Regions from separate parts of the Macaca mulatta genome. Here region 1 is linked to region 2. The links are chromatin contacts, called in public Hi-C maps. All regions are on one chromosome and are shown on one strand. The core of a region is the stretch at or near the end of the contact, and the rest is flanking DNA. Distances in the headings are between cores, read along the strand shown. Region 1 has its middle 22 kb from the start of CEP63. Region 2 holds the start of AMOTL2 (angiomotin like 2).

Region 1 (2,700 bases), core at 150-2,649, 89 kb before region 2:
CAGGAGCCACCACACCTGACCTGGTATTATAATCTTATGGGACCACCATTGTATATGTAGTCTATCGTTTACCAAAACATTGTCATGAAGTGCATGACTGCATTATATGATTTCATTAATGCATAGATTACTAGGTTATAAAATGCTATAGGGACAAGATCCCAACTTTCAAATGTCTAAGCAAAGGGTATGTATTTATCTCTCCGTGTATCTAGAAAGAGAGAGAGGGAAAGAAAAAATGACAAAATGGAACATTCGTTGGATCTAAGTGGAGTGATATGGCTGTTCATTGTACCATTCTTACAACTTTTCTGTACTTTTAAAATTTTTCATAACAAAGTTAGAAATAAAAACACATCAAATACACATCATTGGACACACACATTCTTTTCTTGTGCATGCAGATTTTTCCAGATGTGGGAGCAAAGCCTGTGACTTGCTCATCTTCAATTATGGCCAAAAGGCATTGGCAATCTCTCCTTGTACGCTTGTTAGAGTAAGTATCGCCTCGCTCCTGTGGCCAGTGTCTTTAGAAATCTGCAGAGGCCTCCCTGTACACTAAACAAGGTGGACAGCCCCTCTGCAAGGCATGGTCTGGGCCCAGCCTGTTGGGGAACAGAGGCCTAGCTGGCCCTCTGCCCCTCTTCCTGCAGAGGCAGCAGAGCCCATGGCCCCTTTAAGGCACCTTTGCCATCGAACATGCCCCCCTACATGTGTTTGGACGCTCCCTGGTGACAGTGCCCAGGGTTGCTGCACTCGGCATCCCTGTGTGTTCATGTTCATCCCTATAAACATGCCCCCCATGTGTGTTTGGACTCTCTCCGGTGATGAAGCCACGGGGCTGCTACCCCTGGCATCCCTATGAAGGGCCAAGTGACCCTTGGCAAGAAGAGAAGCTGCAGGCCCCTTCAGGGCCACACCACGGGTCTCTGACAGAGTCCATTCGCTGGAGCTGCTATTCACAGACCCCTCACTTGCTCCTCAGGCTGGTGTTTATTTTTGAGATAGTAGTTTGGGGAGAATGGGGAAAAATTAATTGCAAAAAAAAAAAGGAATTGGAATTTTAATGAGAACCATCTGGAGTGTTTTCCAAGGGTGTAATGTTTGGTACAAGAAAGTAATTCCTTAGCTCAAATGAGGAGAAGAGAAATGAAGGAAACTCTTATATTGTGCTTATTCACCCCCCTGCCAAAAAACGACGCTGAGCAGAACCACCTAAACATGCAAATCACACACGAATGAGGGTGTAGTGGGGGCTTTGGAAACAGGAGAGCCCGAGATTCTGGCTCTGACTTGCCGCAGCAAGGAGAAATGTTTTTCCTCTGCCAAAGAGACTTTGAGGGATGCGTTGTGGTGGGCCTGGGGCCAGTGCCTGGAATTTGGGTAACCATGGAAACAGACCTGCGGGTGACAACAAACACAAGATGGAATTTCAGCATTAGCAGCCAGGGCAGAGGAATGGGAAAGTTCGGGGAAAGTTTTTTTTTTTTTTTTTAACCCTGGGGAATAGGGGAATGAGGGAATGAGGGGAGGTACAAAGAAAGTCTCCGTGCTCTGAAAAAGCGCTCCCACCCAGCACCCCAGCGGAGTCACAGGAAACCAGATTCTCCAGAAGTCTCTATTTTCACTCTACCTATTTTCTTCATGTATTTATAGCCCATCTCATTCCACTAAGGATTCCATAGGGATCTAAAAGCACTTCCCAAGGGGTCTCAGTACACAATTAGATCCCTGTCCTTGGGCCAGCAGGTGACAGGATGCAACATAATCACATATTGTGAAGACAGCCACTCTACTGGTGCATCTCAGTTCATCCTCACAACAGCCCTGCGGCCCAGGAGGGCAGGTCCCCACCTTACCTCTGGGGAAAAGGAAACTGAGGAGCCAGCTGCCCCAGCTGAAGCCCAGCCTCCTCACACCATACCACTACACCTATAATCTTTATTCTGGGAAAATTTGAATAATTATGGTAGCCAACATTTATGAAGAAGAGGAGCAAAACCCTACATCAACCAGTGTGCGAAGGTCAACTATCTGTGTGGTTGCCGGAGTAGGCATGTGTTTCTGCTTCAAGGACATTTGATTGAATGGGAAAGGATTTATGCGATGGGAGGAAGAAATTTTTACAGAGTTATTAGGCATAAAAATTAAAGAAAAGAAACCATGGACTTGAGAATTTTCTTCTCTGAGGTTTTTGGAGGAGGAATAGCTGACATCCGTTTAGATGCCAGAACAAATCAGAGCCTGAGATTGAAAGAAGCATAAAAACATCCACTACAGAATCCTTCCTTTGCAGATGGGGAAACCAAGACAGAATTGGAACTGGAGGCTGAGCACAGTGGCTCATGCCTGCAATCCCAGGACTTTGGGAGGCCAAGGTGGAATGATTGCTTGAGGTCAGGGGTTTGGGACCAGCCTGAGCAACACCGCAAGACCCTGCCTCTACTTTAAAAAATGAAGAAGAGGCCGGGCGCGGTGGCTCACGCCTGTAATCCCAGCAGTTTGAGAGGCCGAGAGGGGCGGATCACGAGGTCAGGAGATCGAGACCATCCTGGCTAACACGGTGAAACCCCGTCTCTACTAAAAAATACAAAAAACTAGCCGGGTGAGGTGGCGGGCGCCTGTAGTCCCAGCTACTCGGGAGGCTGAGGCAGGAGAATGGCGTGAACCCGGGAGGCGGAGCTTGCAGTGAGCTGAGAT
Region 2 (2,700 bases), core at 54-2,553:
CCATATTGAGGGGAGGACCTAGCCAGGGGTAGAAATCAGCCCTGACTATCCTGGTGGACAGGGCCCGACTGCCCCCACCTCACCCCAACTGACTTGTAGAGAGGCCTTGTGTGGCGGGGACGGGGAGAGTGTGTCAGAGCAGGCTTTCTGAAGAAGGAGTTTCCACCTAGCAGAGGAAGTGTCCTGGGGGCAGAGGAGAGGATTCCACGCAGGAGCCACCGAAGTGGGTACAAGGGAAACCCCCTGGCTGGCAGGGGTGTATGGGGAGGTAAAAAAGAGACTAAAACAAGGACAGGGCAGGTGAATAGAGGAGGGCTCCCAGCGTCTGCCCTGTTCATCTAGGGAGCCTGGATTCTGATAGCCAGGGAGGGGTTCTGAGAATAAGAAACCAAGCAGCCCCGTGTTTGATTACCTGGTTCTCGCTGTGTGTGACTCTGGACACGCTGCTTAAGCTCTCTGAGCCCTGGTGTCCTCATTTATAACACAGGAATGATAACAGAACGCCGTTGAAGGGTGGCTTGGCAGGGCTGAATCGGATGGCTGGGCGAAAAGCCAACGGTGGCACACCTTGCGCTCTGAGTAAAGGGGCGCCTATTATCACCTTGGGGAAGAATTGGACAGAGCGCCTGACGACGGGTGATTAAGTTGGGTAGGTGGGTCAAATTGACCGGATTTTCCAACCCAGATTCACACTTCCTGTGGAGACAGGTCGTAAAAGAGCTGGCAAAGGTGTTTGTAAACACAACTGCAATTCAAAGGTTGCCGCTGGGGGTGAAAGCAGCGGGGGTTAGGGGAAAGAGGCTAGGTGGCTAGAAGCATTCACTTCGCCCGGGGCACTGTCCCAGCCCAGAGGATATGGATGTCTTTGCAGTCCCTCCTCCTTTTCCCCCCTCCCCCGGTACACACACACACACACACACACACACACACAGCCGGAGCCCCCTCCCGCAGCAACCTCGGGACACGCGTGGTACAGCCCTTGCTGTCGTCCCGTCGATAGGTTTAGGGATGAAGGGTGAGAGCGGGTCGGCGACTGGGAGTAGAGACGATAATAAGCCGAGTTGGATTAAATTGTCTCCAGCAGCTCCCAAGGCAAAACGGGGGGGCAGGGGCGGACACAGCGCGGCCTGGAGGGCGCTGGGCGAGGAGAAACGGAGCTCGGGGGCCGGCCCGGCGCTCAGCCAGCAGCGCCGCCTCCCCGGAGGAAGGCGGGGGCCGGGAGGAGGGAGCGGGAGGAGGCGGAGGGCGGAGGAGGGCGGCGCGCTGAGAGGTTATTTGTGGTTCGCTTTGATCCCGAGGGGGAACCTGAAACTCTCACATTCCTGGCATAGCAGCCGCCTCCGGCGCGGGCCGACCCTGGGACTGCGCGCTGGGGCGCGAACAGCCAGAGCGTCGGCGCCACGGCCGAGAACACATCTCCGCGGCCGAGCTGAGCCGCGCAGACCAGGAGGTTGTGGTGTCTGACTGCGCCGGGCACCCTCGGGCCGCAGCGGTAAGGAAGGCTGCTCCGCGCTCGGGAGAGCGCGCGAGGCCACAGAAACGTGCCCCAGCCAAAGCTGTAGTCTCCGCGCAGCCCGGCCTTTTCCGGGAGTCGGAGCCCCGAGGATCGAGCGTCCTCGGGGCGCAGTGCGCCCTTTCGAGGCAGCCGCAGTGCTGGGCAAGAGCCGTTCCACGCGGGGAGCCCAGCGCCCTGGGCTTTGCGGGGCTCTAGAAGCGCGCGGGTCCCTTGGGGCTGGGGGAGAGGGGAGCAGGCCGACTCCGGAGAGAAGAGCGACGGTGTTTCGGTTTGCGGGTCGGCTGGGGTGGGGGTGGCGGGGGACAGGGATGGAGGCGCCGCTTGGAGCTCAAGTTGCAGGGTCTTGCGGGCTGATTTGGTTAGGTGGGGGTTACAGGTGCCTTTGCCCCCAACCAGTCCAAGAATTCCTCTTTGTCTTCCTTGGAAAATCCTCTCTGGAGCCACGAATTGGCTCTCACTTAGAAAGAATGCAGCCTGCTGTCCAGCCCGGTGACGTCAGCGTTAGAGTATTTGGAAAACAAAGAGGGCTCGAGAAGGAGGGAGGCGGACCCGCGATGCTTAAAGACCTCTCCGGGCCTCGGGCTACCCTCACCGGCTCGCCCCAGGCGTACCAGCGACCTTCGGTGCTCCAGGTCCGCCCGGGCTCGTGGTGGGGCGGGAGCCCTGGCTGGGGTGCGAGAGTCTCCTAGCTTGGAGACTGTCACTTTGGTTCCTTAGGCGAGCGGGACCCCAGGCCAAGGCTGGAGACGCGCGCTGGCTTAGAAAGGCGGCCTTCAGAGAGCGCAGCAGAGGGGCGCGGCCGGGGGCGAGGAAGCAGGTTTTAGTAAAGGCTCAGGCGTTTGGTGTCTGAAAGGACGTGAATCTGAGGGGCTTGGCCGGGACAAATTCGCGATGAGAGGCCTTGGAGGTGTTCCTTGCTCCCAGTCCGGGCACACTGTGGAGCGCCTGGAATCTGTCGGGAAGGCTCCGCATTCCTTCCTGCCGCTCCCCTGCCTCTGTGGGAGTCGGCCCAGAGAGTGATTATCTTAGGAAATGCCCGCAGATAAAACTCCAGGGCGAACTGAATCCCATGCGAATTGAATCCCATTTGCTTGCTTTGCCTCGGGTAGCTCCGGAGTCTTGCACATCTACCCCTCGTTGTGTGCGGGGGCGGGGGGGAGTGCATGACTCGGTGCCAGGAAGGA

What was found. Hi-C and Micro-C count contacts between places; a contact is called where the count stands out from the background.
Region 1: a contact with region 2 is called in a Hi-C map of fetal cortical plate, with 1.8 times the contacts expected there. The contact joins the enhancer-like site here to the promoter of AMOTL2 in region 2. A contact is called at or near these places in 6 of 14 Hi-C or Micro-C datasets (blood, cortical neurons, fetal cortex germinal zone and 3 more).

The regions. Positions count from the first base shown.
Region 1 is chr2:37,505,915-37,508,614 of T2T-MMU8v2.0, reverse strand. No RefSeq gene overlaps it. Among named protein-coding and RNA genes, the nearest start is that of CEP63, 22 kb to the left of the region's middle. Within about 2 kb of position 1,399, at least 13 of the 40 cell types and tissues checked have an H3K27ac peak or open chromatin away from gene starts, as enhancers often do. A contact at or near this core is called in fetal cortex germinal zone and fetal cortical plate, where this site is marked.
Region 2 is chr2:37,417,108-37,419,807 of T2T-MMU8v2.0, reverse strand. It overlaps AMOTL2 (angiomotin like 2), which reads left to right and starts at 1,303. Exons shown (of 9, transcript XM_077991484.1): 1 at 1,303-1,492.